Regions from separate parts of the Mus musculus genome. Here all the other regions are linked to region 5. The links are chromatin contacts, called in public promoter capture Hi-C and targeted proximity ligation maps. All regions are on one chromosome and are shown on one strand. The core of a region is the stretch at or near the end of the contact, and the rest is flanking DNA. Distances in the headings are between cores, read along the strand shown. Region 1 holds the start of Zhx2 (zinc fingers and homeoboxes 2). Region 2 holds the start of Tbc1d31 (TBC1 domain family, member 31). Region 3 holds the start of Zhx1 (zinc fingers and homeoboxes 1). Region 4 holds the start of 9130401M01Rik (RIKEN cDNA 9130401M01 gene). Region 5 holds the start of Dscc1 (DNA replication and sister chromatid cohesion 1). Region 6 holds the start of Derl1 (Der1-like domain family, member 1).

Region 1 (2,700 bases), core at 48-2,547, 2.6 Mb before region 5:
GGGGGAAGCCACAAAGACGCTCCAACGCCAGCCAGCAATGCTTAACCTCTTGTGGGGCAGACTGGAAAACGCCACGGCCACTTAGGCGGGAGACCCGGGTTCCGGCTGGTCCCGGCAGGCCAGGGACAGCAGGGCCCCCGGGGTCCGCGCGTCCCCCGCATCCCCCTCCCCGCGCACCTGAGCGGGGCGTGGGCACAGCGCCGCACTCAGGCCCTGCCCGCAGGTCCCTCGCCCGCCGCCCGCGCCGCGCTGCGCGCCGGCCGCCTGCAGCCACCGGGAGCGACGCGAGGAGAGGCAGCCTCAACACGGCGTCATGCTTCCTGCCACCACATTACGGCGAATCGTCACCAGGAGAGGGGAGCAGAGGGGAGAGCGGGGGAGGGAGGGGTGCAGCCACACGCAGCCCCCAGGCTTCCAAAAAGCGCCGAGACGGGGCCACGTCCCGGTGGAGTCCCCGCGGGACCTGCCCGGTTTGCACAAAGCGCCGCAGTTTGGCCAAGAAGGCAGGAAGCCGGCCACAAAATAAATAAATAAAAAACAGAGTCGAGTCTACGTAACGCCCTGTCGAAAGCGGACGCCATATTTTTTTGTGGCTTATGTCGACATAGGGAAACGTAGACATGTTTTTCCTCCTCCTCCTCGGTCTGGCTTCCATTTATCCAAACTTGTAATCAAAACTATTTCATAAAAAAAAAAAAAATCTCCGTACTCCTCTCCCCGAAACCGCGGATTTCCTCCCACCCTCAAAAAAAAAAAAAAAAAAAGAAGAAAAAAAAAGCCTGAACACCCCCCTCCCGCGCACCCCCATTCCTAACCCGGCCAAGTCCCATTAACAACACATTTTCGGGAGCGGCGGCGGCGGTGGGAAAGTTGGGCTGGAGTGGCGGGCGCCCGGCGTGTCGGGCTCCGGGCTGGCGGTGCCCGCTGCGGGTGCTCCGCGCCGGGGCGAAGTTTCTTACCTGCGCCGGGGCTGCGAACGCGGGGACCCGGGCTGGGAACGCGGAGACGAGGCACGGGCGTTCCAAAATGGAACTCTGCTGGCTCCCCCCACCCACTCCCCACTCCCCACCCGGCGCCCGACTCGGGCTCCGTGGGAAAGAGGTGGTGGTGGGGGAAAGCCAGCCTGGCAGACAGACAGACAGACAGATAGACAGAAAAAAGCCCCGGTACGGAGAACGGTTGATCGAATTTTTTAAAAGAAAAAAAAAAAGAAAAGAAAAAGAAAAAAAAAAGAAAAGAAAAAAGAAAAAAAGGGGGAAAATGCCTCGATCAGTGGGGAATCTACGCCAAAACCCACATGATCTGTAACGTCAGCATGCGTATTTGCATACGATACCACCACCGGAGCTGCCACCCGGGCTCGGGTTCCGCAGAAAGTTACAAAGTGAAATTCAGGCCCCCCCGCAGACTTCGGCAAAATGTCATTTTTAGGAGGGAGTTGCTGGTGGGGGGAGGCTGCCCCTAAAGGCTCAGATGAGTGGTCATCCCGGGTGTTGGGGGGGGGGGAGTGCTTAAAAGTCTGAGTCCAGTAACGGACTCATTGGAATTTTTGCGGGAAGAGGTGGGGGAGGCGCAAGCGAGATCATTGACTATTGAGCACGACCCGGCGCGCTGCCGCGGCCAAACCCTCTCGGTGCAATACCCATTTTCTTTATGAAAAGTTCAAGGTGTCACTGATGAGCTCAACAAACTGTTGATCCTCACCACGTGGAGTGGCGGACCGTGAGACCGCAGGGCGCTAGGGCTTGCCCGGCGCCAGCAACACCCCAGACTCCAGGTCCTTCTGCAGTGCGTGGGGGCAGAACGCGGGTGGGGTCGTCACGCGCCCTGGGCTCTGCTTGAGTTTCGCCCGCCTTCTGGCAAAAGAAAATAACAACATACTTTAAAACTTTTTTCTTTCTTTTTTTTTTTTTTTTAAATCGAGATGCGTTTTACTCCCGGAATAGTAATGAGAGGGCTTGGGAATAGGGCGGGGAAGAAGGCGCCCCACTTACATAACCACTTGAAGTTAGATCACTTTTGCTGGGGATTTCCGCTTGCGCCTGAGCTCAGTCTGGTTAAAGATCTTCAAACTTTTTCCCTCCAAACCCATAAACAAACAAAGACACCCGGGGAGCTGACTCAAACTTGTGTGGCCCGAATTCACAGCGATTCTCAGCTTCGGGAAAATGCACACGCCTGCAGCGCGCACACTGGAGTCCCCCAGAAGCGAGACGGGTCATTTTCGGAGCTGGGACAGCCGCGTTCCCGGCGAGAGGGGTCTCCAAACGAGCCCTCCATCTGCGTGCGTGCGTGTGTGTGTGTGTGTGTGTGTGTGTGTGTGTGTGTGTGTGTGTGGTGTCTGCCCTTTGCAGCCCTGGGAACCGTGAACTAGAGACCCGGCTGCTGTGCTCCGGCGATCACGCAAGGTTAAAATTCTCTAAGGGAGCATCCGAGGGAAGATGACGGACCTAGCAACCTGTCAGCGTTGTGCATTCTTGCTCTCAGAGACCCTTTCCCCCTTCGCAGATTCTGGGGGCGTTTGGGAATTTGTTGGGTGTGAGCGCTCTTGGAGCCCACCGTAGGGGGTGGAGGCTAACTCTGGGACCCAGATTTGACACTAGGAGTTACTGGAGAAAACAGAGGGCTTGGGACTTGAAGACTGCGGAATTGCCTCCCATCCTGCGGATTAGCAGGCGCATCGCATTCCGGCTTCCCAGC
Region 2 (2,700 bases), core at 54-2,553, 2.8 Mb before region 5:
GTCCCCAAAGCTTCTAGCCTCCGGACAACCTAATCTAAACCTAGAATGTTCTCAACCTCTGAGACTTACTGCTGAGTAAGCTCACCCTTTTTAGTTCTTTCTGAGCTCTGCTGGCTGGTTCAACTTAGCTGTCCTGGCTCAAAACTGCTTTCCGAGCTGAAAGGAAAACGCCGAAGAATCTCCACTATTGACAAGATTGTTTATTCAATAGGTCAACGGGTGAATAGCACTGATAAAGGGTGGACAGCCACCAGAAACCACAGTGGCTGGCTGGCTAGTCAAATAAGTGGCTGATCCACTTATAACTGCTTTCAGCTTACAAAAACACTTAGTCTGATTTCTAGGGAAGCAACTAAAAGATAAATAGAAAAGTCTCTTGAGAAACAAACCTCGAGGTATGAACCCAAGTGATACTATGCAGTCCACGCAAACGTAGGTAATCAGAAACACCAAGATCGCTTAGGCAGGCACCATGGGAACCAAAACAAATGGGGGAGGGGGCAAAGACTCCCACTGACGTCACACAAGAGGCTGCGTGTTAAACCCGCTACTCCAAACAGAATAAAAGGAAGCACAGGCGGGTAAAAGTCCCCGCACCAATGACAGGCCCTGCAACACTCACTGCAGAACTTAAGTTTGTTCCAGCGTTGTTCCATAGTGAAAAGCGTGCTTGGCCCACACTAGGCTCTCAACATTACAGGTGTGCAATGTAATGAATGACTTAAGGATGGAGAGCATCGGCTTTTGGAAAGGTAGATGTGCATTGCTTTCTTTGCTCCCATCACCTCCTGGAGTTTTTTTTCCCCCCAACTGGAATAGACATTAATAAATCAAAGCAGGTGGAGTCCTGGCACTCAGCTGAACTGCAAATTCTTTTGCACAAGTCGTAGAGCCTTCTCCTGCCTGCCTCTCACCGTGACCAGGGACCAGATTCTGGGACAACTGCAATCTACGGTTTCCGGAGCTACTTGCTCCTCCTGAGGTCCCAACCCAGGGATGCAGCGCACGGCCAGAGTCAGAATCCCCGGGCCAGCATTCCTCCTCCACGCTTCCCACTTCAGTCTCCCGCAGACCCGCCCCCTCGTCGGTCTCCACAGCCCGCGGCCTCACCCGTCGTGAGTGGCTGGCGATGGCTTGCGGTGCCATATCTTGCCGCTCTCCTTGTTGCCCAGGTCAGTGCTCTGCATGTCGAACCCCGACCCCTACCCCGACTCCGATCCGCGGCTGACCCGGTGAGGGTAACCGTCCCGAGAGCTACCCAGCAGTCCCCGCGCGCCCAACCCGGGAAATTCGAGCGGCCGCCGCGGGGTCTCCGCCCCCAAGGACTGTGCCAATCACGCGGGGGACGCCCCTTCTAGTTACAACCAATCAGGACGGGGATCCGCCCACCTCCGCTCTTGTGGTCCCTCCACTCTGGACAATGGAAACAACCAACGGCTTCTCTCTAGACTCCACCCCTTTTCTGAGGCTTCTAATTCTGCGACCCAAAGGCTTCAGGGAGTTGTAGTTTTCTGAAAACCAAGTCTGGGACTTCAATTCTCTGACACCTATAGGCTCAAACAGACACCAAAAGTGTTTTTCTCCTGAGAGCTTGCTGCCTCCTGCATTTCGTTCTCTATTGCGTTTAGAATAAGAGATTTATAGAAATAACAAAGATGCAAAAGACAAGTTCGTTGAGAAATGGAGGAGTTCCTTTCCTAGAACTTACAGGCACGGCAGAACTCCACAGACCTAAATGAATTCCGCTTTGTTTGGTTTGTTTTTGTTTATTTTTTGCCATACTCATCACGCTTTAATTGCGTAAATTTACAAGATGCTCCCACATTATGGTTTGCAACCCACTCCTCATAATCTAGAAAAGTAAAAAAACGTCAAGAACCAGCTGCACTGGCATCGGAAATCTTTTTCACTTAGCAAAATTCACTCAGTGTTTCTTTAGTGCTTACTACGTGTGGCTGTCCCGCGTGCTTAACAGGCCAACGCACTTAATTCACAGAGAAGCAATTTAGATAATACTTTTAACTCCACTTCAGTGATGTATGAAGTTGCAAGTCGATTTCTAATGAAATCGGTCCACGTTTGGCGTATAAAACAGAAATAATGCCAGGTAGTAGTGGCACACGTCTTCAATCCCAGTACTTGGGAGGCAGAAGCAGGCAGATCTTATGAGGTCAGGCTAGCCTGGTCTACAGAACTAGTTCCAGGATTGCCAGAGTTACACAAAGAAACCCTGTTTCGAAAAACCAAAAACCAAATGAAAAGACCAGAAATGTATTCTCTCAACATTCCGTGTCAACAGAGTCTGGCAACAAAGATTTTCTTCTTTGTCTGGGATAGCCACCTTTTGTTTGTTGCAAATATCTCTTTACTTTTCTCATATATGAAAATAAATGAAAAATCTTAAAGTAAAAATTAAATGAGGTTTTCAAAAGAGAGTGTAAATATTTTTAAGGGAACACGACTTGAGTTCACCACACTGCTAGGAAAGGACCTTTCTCTCCTGATCGGTTTTGAGCTGTAGTCATCTGATGTGTGTATGACTCCTGAGACTTAAGGTGTGTATCCAGACATAGTCAGGCTCTGCCAAAGACTTATCCGATGTGTATGTATGTCTTTCCTTCTTGTTGTTAATGAGGCATGTAATGGTACTTGGTTTATTTATTTATTTATTTGTAATGACACTTGTAACATAGCCTCTGC
Region 3 (2,700 bases), core at 109-2,608, 3.0 Mb before region 5:
AGTGTCCGGCACATGTGGTCCTCAAAAAGCAAATGGTTGAATGCATGAACAAAAGGTTGAATATCTGAATTTAAAATATTTTCTTTGTTCAGAGTTAAATCCTAAACTGGGATTCTCAGTGGACCTGGAACTGTCTTTGGGGTGAGCATAAACTGGTGTGTGTGTGTGTAACTTTTTGTCTTGTATTTTTCTTATGAGGGATACATAAATACATTGTGTATTTAAACACATTGTGTATTAAATACATTGTGGAGAATGCATTGTTTTATTTTACTGATGTTAGTACTGTATTATAAATACTTTCCATTAAACCACTTTCTATTAAAAACTACACTGATTTCTTAAATTCTTTGTATAAGTAGTTTGCATTCTGAATTTAGTTTCAAGGGGCTTGAGCGCTATTAATTTTTGTTTTAAGAATGGGCCGAGAGTGGGACAGGGTTGGGTTCCTCTGCTGGTGAGACCATTAAGCCTCAGCATACACAAGTTTTAGAATTTTAGGATGCAACTAAATATTGTGCACGTTGATATCAGCAGCCAGGTCTTCCCTTCATGTAAATGCAGAGTGCAAATTTTCGGGCTGGTGTGGCTTGGTGGAGCTCTGCTATCAAAACACAAAAGGGTCCATGACTGGAATGGGGGTGGGGACTAAACATCCAGGCGCCAAAGAGTTCTCTTACGTCCGTCCGGAGCGGCGAGTACAGGAGCGAACACTCGGAGTGGTTTCCTTTCGCCCTCGTTTGTTATATTCAATGGAACAATGACGAGAGGGCTGAAGGGCAGAGGTGGGGAAGACGCTGAGGTCCTCGGCTGGCCGCGCTGCGGGGCTGGTGCCCACTGCGGAGAGCTCGGCTTCAGTCAGTGGCTCTCCGGGGAAAGAGGGACGGCAGCAGGAAGCAGAGGCGGGAGGCTCCAAGTGGGGCCACACTTAACTTTTCCCGTCCAAAGCTGGAACTACGGGGCTCCTGCTGGACTCGGGCTAGGAAGAGGCGGAGCAGCGGCTGACAGGAGCGCGGGACTGTTGACAGCGGGTGGGGGCGCGGCTGGCATCCAGAGGGCGCTGCCAAGGAGGAGCCGAGAGTGACAGTGGGCGTGGCTTAGGGAGGGGCGGGGCCTTAGGACGCCGGCTCCGGGAGAGATGGGGTTGGTTTCGGAGGACCTAGGCAGTTTCAAGGGAAGAAAGCGACCGAGGTCGCGGGAGGCGGGGTCCGACTTCTGACGACCGCTGGCCGAGCAATCGCTTGAACGGGGCGGAGCCTCGCAGGCCCTGGAGGAGGAGCTTCTCGCGACGGGGCGTGGCTTCTAGTGACAGAGGCGTGGCCCCCTCCTGACAGGGGGCGTGACTCTCCCTGACAGAGGGCGGGGCGGCGCACACCTCCCGCAGCGCCCGGTTCTAGAGGAGCGGCCTGGGTCGCATCCCAGAGGAGCGGCGGAGTCCTCGAGTGGGGTGCCCGGCTCGTCCCCGCCTCGGCTGGCTCCTCCTCGCGGCCCTTGTGGGTTCAGGGAGCGGAGTCTCTCTCGCACCCTGGCCTGGCCTCTCGGCGCTTCTGCCGGGCTGCAGAGCTCCGTGGGGGGCCCCCTCGCGCGAGGGCCCTCCGAGTGGTTCCGGGGTTAGGGTTCACGGGTCAGAGTTGACTCCCTGAAAAGTGCAGTCGCTCTGAAATGCAAGATGGCGGCGGCGAGGCGCTGAGGCGAGGCGGCCCCTGCAGGTAGCTGCGCGAGCGGGCTGGGGACTGGGCCTCGCGGTTGCGGGTGGAACCCGAGCAGGAACTCGCGGCGGGTAGGGAAGCCGAGAGGCGCGGGCGCTGGCGCGACACGGGACGGGGCAGCAGCGGGACACAGACACCCCCCCCCTCTTCGGGACCCAGCCCACGGTGCTGGGGCACGCAAGATCGGACCCGGGGGGAACTGGGCCTGCCCCGCGGCGGGGCGGACGGAGTCGCAGCTCCCGGATTCTCTCGGGGGTTGTCAGAGCGAGGACGGAGCTCTGGGTGGAGGGTTTGGAGGGAAAGCCCCAGCGCCTTGGTTGGGAGAGCACTGAGTAACTTGGGGGCGCAGAGGGGATGGGGAGCCGGTCTCCCTGGGGGGAAGGACGTCTCTGGGACAGCGGACCCTAACTACCGTGCGGGTCCTGGGGAAGATCTCCAGCGTTGGGCCTCCGGAGGCGTGAGGCCACCTCGTGGGGACACGGCGCAGCCCCCCTCTGAAGAGTCAGCCAAGGATCTCCGGCTGGACTGTAGCGCACTGGCTTTGGGGTCGGAGCAACGGGAAACCTCAGCAGAGAAGACTCAGGAGTTGCATCCCCAAGAAGTATAGTGCGAAGTATATTTTGAGGAAGAGCAGGCTTTTAGGGGAGAAGTTCATTAAAGAGGGTGGAAACACACTTGTCTCTGCTTAGGTAGTGGAGCGGGAGTGCAGACTTGGGAGAGCGATGGACCAGAGGAAACTCCAAGCCTTGGGGCTTAAAGGGAATTGGCTAGGAGGGAATAAAAAGGACTGGGGTCTGATGGCAGGAAAGCCGAGCCCTGACTCATTTCTTGTGTATTTACACCGAAGTTCCAAGAGAGGGACTTAGAATTCTTTGTTTCGGTACTCCAAAGGTACCAGTAAGAAACGAACCAAACGGAAGAATAAGATTCTGTTTGCTATCCTTAGCTTACTCTGGGCAAAGCAATTGGAAAACTGAATGTAGAGAAGAAG
Region 4 (2,700 bases), core at 60-2,559, 2.9 Mb before region 5:
AGGAGGGAAGACATTCTGAGATCAAATATCTTTCATAAAGAAAAAGCTGGAAGAACTCCTCCTTGCCCGCCTTTGCTCTGCTCTTCCTCCGCTCCTGGAGCAGAGATCTTGAATACACCCATGACACCCCTTTCACCTCTAAAGCTTTGTGTGCCTTATTTTAATCAATACCCATTTTATAGACTGGGTCACACAGCTAGCGAGCCAAGGCAACAGAGCCACACACACGTGGCTCTTGCAGTCCTTCAGTACTGTGCTGACACAGTTCTGGGCATAGACAGGGCATACTGGGATTAGGGCAAGTATAGCCCTTTTTAGGACATTATTTTTTTCCTGGTGATATTAGGAACTTTTCTTATAATTCTCTATAATATCTGAATTTTTCTTAATAAGAAGTATTGCATTTCTGATGAGAAAACAAAACAAAAACCCCAGGTATTAAAAAAGAACTTCTCTGGATGGATCCCACAGTAGCTACTGCCTGGAGGCTCCCTGCGTGGACTCTTCCAATGAGGCTATTGAATATGCACTGAGTTCCACATTTGGTGAGCCAAGGGCAGATGAATTTTGAAATCCGGGGAGGTGGTTTGGGTTGCCCTGTACGAGTCTGTAGAGTAGAAAATAGGGCTGAAGGAAAAACCCTGGAAGCAACTGGTGGAAGAGGAGCAAGTGTGAGGGCAAATAGAAAAGCTTTATTACTAGCTCCACATTAGTGCTCTATAACACAAGCCAGTGTTTTGTCCACGACCTTTACATTCTAGAGTCAAAACGTTTCTTGAAAGTCTCAAAATTCTGCTAGCCTTGATCCAAGTCTTTAAATTGTGATGTCTAGTTTTTTTAGTAAATGCGTGAAGAGTTCTGGTCTCTTCTTCAGAGACCCTGGGCTTTTGAACAAGTTACCTGACTTCTTCAAGCCCAGTATCTCCTTTTACAAGATAAGAATAACCGGGCTCTTCTCACAGTTATTGGGAAAGAAATTTTAGAAATAAAATGCAAAATAAAATGGGGAGAATACTGTCAGTGGTTTAAAGCTGATACTTACCAAGTTAACTGGCTCTCCAGAGACCACGACTATTCGAGGTACTCAGGAGGAACTCACTCTATCCAGCTCTAGACACAAAGAGGTCAAAACCTTTGTTGGGTGGTTTAGGAGGCCCTGGAGTCAGGCAAGAATTTCTGCTCCACCACGGAAATCCCCAGCCGCTGAAAGACTACCACTCCCAGAATGCAACGCTCCGGCCGACAACCCACCGCTTCCGTGTGGGCGGCGCGCCGGTGCCGCTCTACACTCTACCTTGCCTCGGCAGCCTTGGCGCGGCTGCTGTCGCGCGCTTTGGAGGCTGGGTGATGGGCGTCGCTCTAGGTGTCGCCTCGTTTCGAGGTCCAGTTGCACTTCCGCGCGATGGAGACCGGATGCTGGGTGCTGGGCGGCGAATTTGAGGACTCGGTGTTCGAGCAGAGGCCGGAGCGCCGGCCCGAGCCGCCCTCCCCCTACCGCGCCAAGCTCTGCGAGCCGCAGGTGAGACGGCTGCCCCTCTTGCCGCTCCGCTCTGGAGCCGGCCTGCGGCGAGGCCCACCACCGTCACTGTCCACCCGCCCTGCAACCAAGCACGGCGACTTCACTCTTGTACCCTCGGGTTGTCTGTCTCCGTCCCCCACCCTCAACCCACGTGTCCTGCAGGCGGGCCCGGGCTAGCATCACACGCCCCCTTCCTGCCTCCAGCCCCGCCCAGGTGCTCCGCCGTAGCATCCTTGCAGGCCTGCTGGCTGCCTAGAAGAATAAAATAGTTCCAAGCTAATTATGTTTCATCATTTCCTAGTAATGTATTGAGACTTGGATATGTTATTGTTGAGTTGGGATGGCTAGCTATGTGACTAAATGGTTGCAGAGTGCCGAACCTAACGGTGGCTCAAATACCTCGTCTCGAGTGACCCAGTGTTTAAAGAATAGAACAAAGTTTTTCTTACTGTGATGGCCCAGTAGAAGGAGAGGCACTAATTTAGCACGCTTATGATGAGCCTTGATACTCAGTGAAGTGTATTTCTCAGAATACAACCAAGCTATTACAATGTTAACTGTACTGAGTCAACAGAATTTAGAGACTTTCTTCAGCCTCAGCAGGTTTTATTGTAAAAGAGAATAGGAGATGCTTCTTTGGGGCTGGAAAATTGGGCATGCAGAATGCTTTTCATCCTTTTTTTTTAATTCTTTCTTGGTAGTTACATCTGGATCTCACCTTATGTCCAGTGGGTTTACATCAGAAGAGGTCGTCTTACAGATGTGTCCTCAGATCCTCCAAATCTTTGTCTGGGATGCACAGAAACCTGACTCCAGTTAAAATTTCCTGTGCTCTGTGTGCCTTTGTAGCATTTTTATAATAGGACCATCGCCATAATCACAGTTTCCTACGTCTTGTGCACAATTTTGTCAGTCCCTATTCACTCTCAATTGCTCTAAAAGAAAGCAGATAGCACTTTAAGAGTCACTGGACTGCACTTGGTGATGTCATTTCCAATAACTTCACTGTGGTTGAAACCGTGTGCTTTTATTTATTTTTTAAATCTGTCATTGACATGTATAGACATGTGATCATTACAACTTTTATTTTTTAAAACCACGTTCATTTATTTGTGTGTGGGTGAGAGAGCCATGGCACTGTGTGGCGGTCAGGGGACAAACTGCAGTTGTTGATTCTTTCC
Region 5 (2,700 bases), core at 39-2,538:
CGATTTTTGTTTTTTTTTGTTTTGTGTGTGTGTGTGTGTGTGTGTGTGTGTGAGAGAGAGAGAGAGGGGGGGGGTCTATTTAGCCTTGACTGGCTTGAAGCTCACTATGTAGACCAGAATGGCCTCGAACTCAGATCCGCCAGCCTCTGCCTCCTGAGTGCTGGAACTAAACTACCCTTTGGCAACTCAGATGTTTTTGCTTGTTGTTTTTCTAGACAATGTTACTCTGTGTAGCCTTGGCTGTCCTGGAACTTGCTCTATAGTCCAGGCTGGTCTAGAATTCAGAGGTCCTCCCTTTGCCTCCTGAGTGCTGGGATTAAAGGTATGGTGCCAGCACTACCTGGCTCATGTCGGTTTTTAACCTGATGGACTGGGGTCACCTTGGCCTCCCTTTTTATTTATTCATTTGTTTGTTTTACAGGAAGGAGTGAGAAACCACCCTCTCTGAAGACAATTATTCCTCTTACTGTTTCAACTTTTATGGGTGGCCAGTCTGCAGGGGTCTGCCGGCAGCATCCCTTAGAGAGCTCGCACATCAGTTTCAGGTGCATGGATGTGAGTCTATGAATGGGTTTTCATCTTAAAACAGTTTCACGTCATTGTAAACTTTGGTCAAGAAAACATCACACCCTGTAATGCTGAGTTAGCCAGACTCTCCCAGGAGCATACCAGGCGGGCTGTTTCTGTGTAGAAGTCTCAAGCGCCACTTAGCACAAATGAAGTATTTAACGAACGGGAGGCAAGCTACCTTCCATCTAGGATGGTCTCGAAGTCCAAACAAATGACATCTTATTCTGCCAGGATCTGGTTCTTGGTCCTGCACAACACTGGGCAGGCTATTTTGGAACCACCATACATACATCAAGCTGGATTCAGACTTTGCCATCTCAAGGCTGCGCCACCATTGGCAAGCATTCTGCTCGCTTCTGCATGACAGGATCGACAGGATCCTGCCTTACTGGGTTGTTTTAACGGCTTAATGAAATTCTGCACAGACATAGCTCATCACGGGACCCACCGCAGCAGGCGAGGAAAAGGAGCTTTGGCGGGAAAGAAGGGGGTGGGCACAGGGTGGCGGAAGGGGTGAGTGCAAGAGCCGTGCTTGGCCCCGTGGGGACCCAGAATTGCTAACAGGACCTTCCTGGAGTCCTCATGGGGGAAACCGTGCTTCTCCCCAGCAACCGGGGACTTGCACGCTGTCAGTGGGCTGCAGAAGGACTCGCGAGTCCAGATACTTTCCGACTTCCTCGGGACACGCCCCGTCCCGCCCCGGAAGTCGGCTCGGGCGGATTTGGCGCGCTTTTGAAGTCCCGGGAGTTTAGGTCGAGGACACACCCCTCTCCGTGCTGCGAGATGTCCCCGCCGAGCGCTTCCCGGAGGACCCGCGAGGAAGTGGACGCGACGCTGCAGGTTGCCAAGCTGAACGCCACCGAGCTGCTGCCCACGGTGCACTGCCTGAGCTTCAGCTCCGGGACCGGCGGCGCGGCCACCGGCGACTTCTGCCTGCTGGAGCTGGAACCAGCACTGTGCCAGCAGCTGGAGGCCGGGGACAGGTGAGCCGGGATGGTGGGGCTCGGGAGCGCCGATTCCCCGGCCTCAAAGAGGCCGCCTACCCGCCCGGCGTAGCCCGGGGAACTCGGAAGGAGGAACTGGTGCAGAGAGTTGCTTTGATTGGGCCCGTACAGGCCGATGGGCGGGTCCTCAGCTTGCTGTCATCTGTCAGGAGGATTCAGCATTTGCTAGACTGCCTTGTTAGCAGGACTCCAGGGAATTTAGAGCCAGGTGTCAGCGGGGGAGTGTCAAGAAGGAAGCTCCAGGGAGCTTTGGAGGGCTCAGTACTGATGCCAAGTACTCCACAGAAACACTCGTTCAATCTCAGAATGTAGTAGCAGTGCCTGTAGAGAGAGTTCTTGGCTTGCCACTTGGGTTTCTTCTCCTTGAACCGCAGATGGGACAAACGAGACAGAAGTTTAAAGCCTAATGCAGACTGCTGCGTGTAGCCCGGGGGTTGGTTGGGGTCACTTACTGAAGATCTGGATCTGTTTTTAATTCCGGGTCAACTACAAAGTTGCTGCCAAGACCTTGGATTTTAAATCCTAGGCTGAGATCATGTCTTTTATGGCAAGCACAAAGCTGAGTGACTGAACTGCAAGTGGGCAAGGCTCTTACTCTCAGAGCTCCCCCTCAGTGACATACTTCCTCCAGTAAGGCTACACCTCCCAACCCCTCCTCAGATAGGGCTGTGGACTGGGGACTAAGTGTTCAAATGTCTGAGCCTGTGTTTGGGGGCGGGGTCCTCTTTCAAAGCACCACACTCCCAAGGTTTAATTTTAAATCTAGAAGCCACAGGATTTGGGACTTATTTTTTCTTTCTTTCTTTCTTTTTTTTTAGATTTATTTATTTATTATATGTAAGTACACTGTAGCTGTCCTCAGACACCCCAGAAGAGGGCATCAGATCTCTTATGGGTGGTTGGGAGCCACCATGTGGTTGTTGGGATTTGAACTCAGGACTCAGGACCTCTGGAAGAGCAGTCAGTGCTCTTAATCGCTGAGCCATCTCTCTAGTCCCCGATTTGGGAGTTATTTAAAGTGAGCTATCCACTAGAGTCTCAATAAGCCATGTCTTTACCCCCCCCCTCCATTTGCCTGTAGCTTTGTGATTAGAGGAGATAAGGATGAACAGGCTGTGTTGTGCAG
Region 6 (2,700 bases), core at 114-2,613, 2.8 Mb before region 5:
TATGTGGATGTCTCATTTTGAGGTGCATTCCCATGTGAGCCATCTCTACCGTCCAGTTACCAGGTCCTTCTAAAGGCAAGGACCCCAAAGAGAGATGAAGTGACTTTCACAACATTAGGTACTGCTAAGAAGTGGTTTGTCACAGTATAAACGCCAGTGTTTCTAGAGTGTTTGAAATAATGGAGCACTGGAAAGTATGTGGAAATGCACATGGACCTCGTCTTTGCCTGGAGGATGTGAGTCACGTGGGCCACTTGGACCTAAGATTTTCAATTCCTTTACAACGTTAAATAATTTTTTTTTCCAGAGCCCAAATTTCACATTTTTTAAGTTTGAGGAATTTTTTTTTCCCGATCTGAGAACACCGAGTCTGTTTCTTTTCTTATTGTCCAGACCTGATGGTAATTATGTTACACCTCAGCTCTGTGTTTACAACGCACTGCCTCTTCCAGTTTGGCCGACAGTTCCTCTCCCTCCACCATCCAATAATGATGATTTTGGATTTTGTTTAGAGAAATGGGTCCAGGGTTCTTTGGTGAGCAATCTCTTTGATTGCAGTAAGTTCAGATACTTAGTTTACTACAGGTCAGTTTACACCTATGTTCTTTACGGAAAGTTTTACTGATCCTAAACCATATTTTCAAAAAAACAAAACCAAACCAAAACAACAACAACAAAAACCAGCAACTGAATAAAAGTTCTAGTGAAATCGGTATCTTTCCACCATTTGTTTAAAACAACCATCTTCATTTCTAATTTAAAGCCCCCCAATGAACCAGATCATGTCCAATTATAAATGCGGTCTCAAATGCGTCTCAAGATTTCCCAGTCCTCCGCTGCCACTCTAGCCCCCCCATCATCCTAATCTTTTCCCGTATCCTCTGAAATTCTTCTTCATAACTCATTTGCTTTTCTGTCTACCCTGAGACTGCAAAGTTCAGGTACCGCTACCGTGCTCACAGCCGCAGCTGCATCCCCAGTGTCTAAAAATTTGCCTGAAGCTGTGACTAAATGAGGAACTATATGCGCTATCTCTTCCTTTCCCTTTAAATAAATACTCTTCAAGAGGCACTACTCCGATTACAACTCCGGGGAGAACTAGGGCATGTAGCTTCCCCATTGGTTTGCAAGACTGGCCGTTGCTCTGGGTAACCACTGTTTCCTACTAGCCTTGCCGTCGTCGCCCCGCCTCTCCTGCTTGGCCCCACCCCAGGACGTCGAGTCCCGGTACTGAGCTGCAAAAACGGCACTGGCCCTTTAAGCCGCCGGGACACTTCTGGTCACGTGGACCGCGGCCACCGGAAGGGGAAGTTTCTCTTGTGATCGCTGCCTAGCTTGTCCGAATTCGGTGGCGCCACGTCCGTCGGTCTCCGCCTCCTGCACAGCGGCTGCGCCTCCACTTTCCCTGGCCAAGCCGGCCGCGGAGCGCGGGGTGGGCACGGGAGGACGCGCGGCGCTGCGCAGCCGGTCACCTGACGGGCGACCATGTCGGACATCGGGGACTGGTTCAGGAGCATCCCGGCCATCACGCGCTACTGGTTTGCTGCCACCGTTGCTGTCCCCTTGATCGGCAAGCTCGGCATCATCAGCCCGGCCTACTTCTTCCTCTGGCCCGAAGCCTTCCTCTATCGCTTCCAGGTAGTAGCTGGCGTAGGGCGGTGGAGACTACAGCCCCCAGGTGTCCCCGCGGCTACGGAACGGGTTCGCCGGGCTGCGGGGCGCGCTGGGGCTGGTGGGATCTGTAGTGCGTCCGCCTCCAGGGGTTTAAGGCTGGGGTCCTTTGGGTCCCGGGAGGTCCTGGGGTCGAGTGTTAAGGCTTAGATAATTTAGAGTCGCGGACTGGCCTGCTAGGACGTGACTCACAATACCTGTCTGGCAAGATTGTACTTCCCGCCTTCCGCACTCTGAAGTGAGAGGTAAGTTGCCATTCTGTTGGCAAATTGGGCCCACCTACCTGAATGTCTTCCTCCCTCCTTCTATCTATGTCGTGGGTGGCGATGCCATCTTAATCAGTGGTGTCTACTTGACATAATTCTGCGTGGGTTGTTAGCGTGTTTACAGTTTCTCTCTCCTCCCTAAAGCAGTGGTGTAAAGGCAGATATTAATAAGAATTAATTTATCTGTATTTCCTACGGGCCCTATCCGATCACCTGGCATATAGCCGTTAAATGTTACCAGTGAATGAATAAACTACTCAGGAAACGGGAGATACTAATTTTCTTAAGCATTAAGGATATTAGTCAAGATTATCATTCTAAGCCAAAGAATGTTAGTTTCCTAGAGGTTATTTTTATTGATTCTGTGATATAAAAATTTAATCAGGGGACGCTCAGATTATATTAGATCTGGATTTCCACACATTCCTTAGCCTTCTCTTTCTACTTTCCACTGGATGTTATTTTCTCGTCTCCTTTGCTGATTTCTCATTTTCCTCACCCAGATGTTGGGATATGCTCTTGGAGTCCGTTATAGGATCCTCTGTAGTCCATCCCTTGGACTTAGATCTTTATCATACAAGGGGCATAAACACATGAATGGGAGACTGTCGGATATGTGAGTATCTTTATTGTAGTGGTGGAAATCACCACCTGGTGACCAGTAGACATATAATCAAATCTCCCTTTCATCTTTGCAAATAGCAACTGTGTTTGCTAGGGGGGTTTAGCAGTCATAGAGACATCCCTGAGTTCTTTTTTTGGG

The links. Promoter capture Hi-C pulls out the DNA fragments that hold promoters and counts their contacts.
Region 1: a contact with region 5 is called in a targeted proximity ligation map of embryonic forebrain, with 12 times the contacts expected there. A contact is called at or near these places in 1 of 39 promoter capture datasets (pre-B cells) and 2 of 130 datasets of targeted methods (embryonic forebrain and large pre-B cells).
Region 2: a targeted proximity ligation map of astrocytes shows a contact between it and region 5, with 9 times the contacts expected there. A contact is called at or near these places in 2 of 39 promoter capture datasets (hippocampal neurons and pre-B cells), 1 of 484 Hi-C or Micro-C datasets (B cells) and 1 of 130 datasets of targeted methods (astrocytes).
Region 3: a promoter capture Hi-C map of pre-B cells shows a contact between it and region 5. A contact is called at or near these places in 4 of 39 promoter capture datasets (cranial neural crest, hippocampal neurons, liver and 1 more) and 2 of 130 datasets of targeted methods (astrocytes and large pre-B cells).
Region 4: a contact with region 5 is called in a promoter capture Hi-C map of pre-B cells. A contact is called at or near these places in 4 of 39 promoter capture datasets (embryonic stem cells, hippocampal neurons, liver and 1 more), 1 of 130 datasets of targeted methods (large pre-B cells) and 1 of 9 other capture datasets (liver).
Region 6: a contact with region 5 is called in a targeted proximity ligation map of extraembryonic endoderm stem cells, with 9 times the contacts expected there. A contact is called at or near these places in 4 of 39 promoter capture datasets (hematopoietic stem and progenitor cells, hippocampal neurons, liver and 1 more) and 2 of 130 datasets of targeted methods (astrocytes and extraembryonic endoderm stem cells).

What each region holds. Positions count from the first base shown.
Region 1 is chr15:57,693,264-57,695,963 of GRCm38.p6, reverse strand. It overlaps Zhx2 (zinc fingers and homeoboxes 2), which reads right to left and starts at 1,297. Exons shown (of 4, transcript NM_199449.2): 1 at 960-1,297.
Region 2 is chr15:57,910,802-57,913,501 of GRCm38.p6, reverse strand. Tbc1d31 (TBC1 domain family, member 31) reads right to left here and starts at 1,303. Exons shown (of 21, transcript NM_001081396.2): 1 at 1,111-1,303. The coding sequence starts at 1,187.
Region 3 is chr15:58,075,166-58,077,865 of GRCm38.p6, reverse strand. It overlaps Zhx1 (zinc fingers and homeoboxes 1), which reads left to right and starts at 1,358. Exons shown (of 4, transcript NM_009572.4): 1 at 1,358-1,709.
Region 4 is chr15:58,032,903-58,035,602 of GRCm38.p6, reverse strand. It overlaps 9130401M01Rik (RIKEN cDNA 9130401M01 gene), which reads left to right and starts at 1,309. Exons shown (of 6, transcript NM_029418.4): 1 at 1,309-1,519. The coding sequence starts at 1,403.
Region 5 is chr15:55,089,079-55,091,778 of GRCm38.p6, reverse strand. Dscc1 (DNA replication and sister chromatid cohesion 1) reads left to right here and starts at 1,288. Exons shown (of 9, transcript NM_183089.3): 1 at 1,288-1,553; 2 at 2,656-2,700. The coding sequence starts at 1,354. The region is part of intron 2 of Gm41325 (a long non-coding RNA gene); the gene reads right to left.
Region 6 is chr15:57,891,081-57,893,780 of GRCm38.p6, reverse strand. Derl1 (Der1-like domain family, member 1) reads left to right here and starts at 1,363. Exons shown (of 8, transcript NM_024207.4): 1 at 1,363-1,638. The coding sequence starts at 1,486.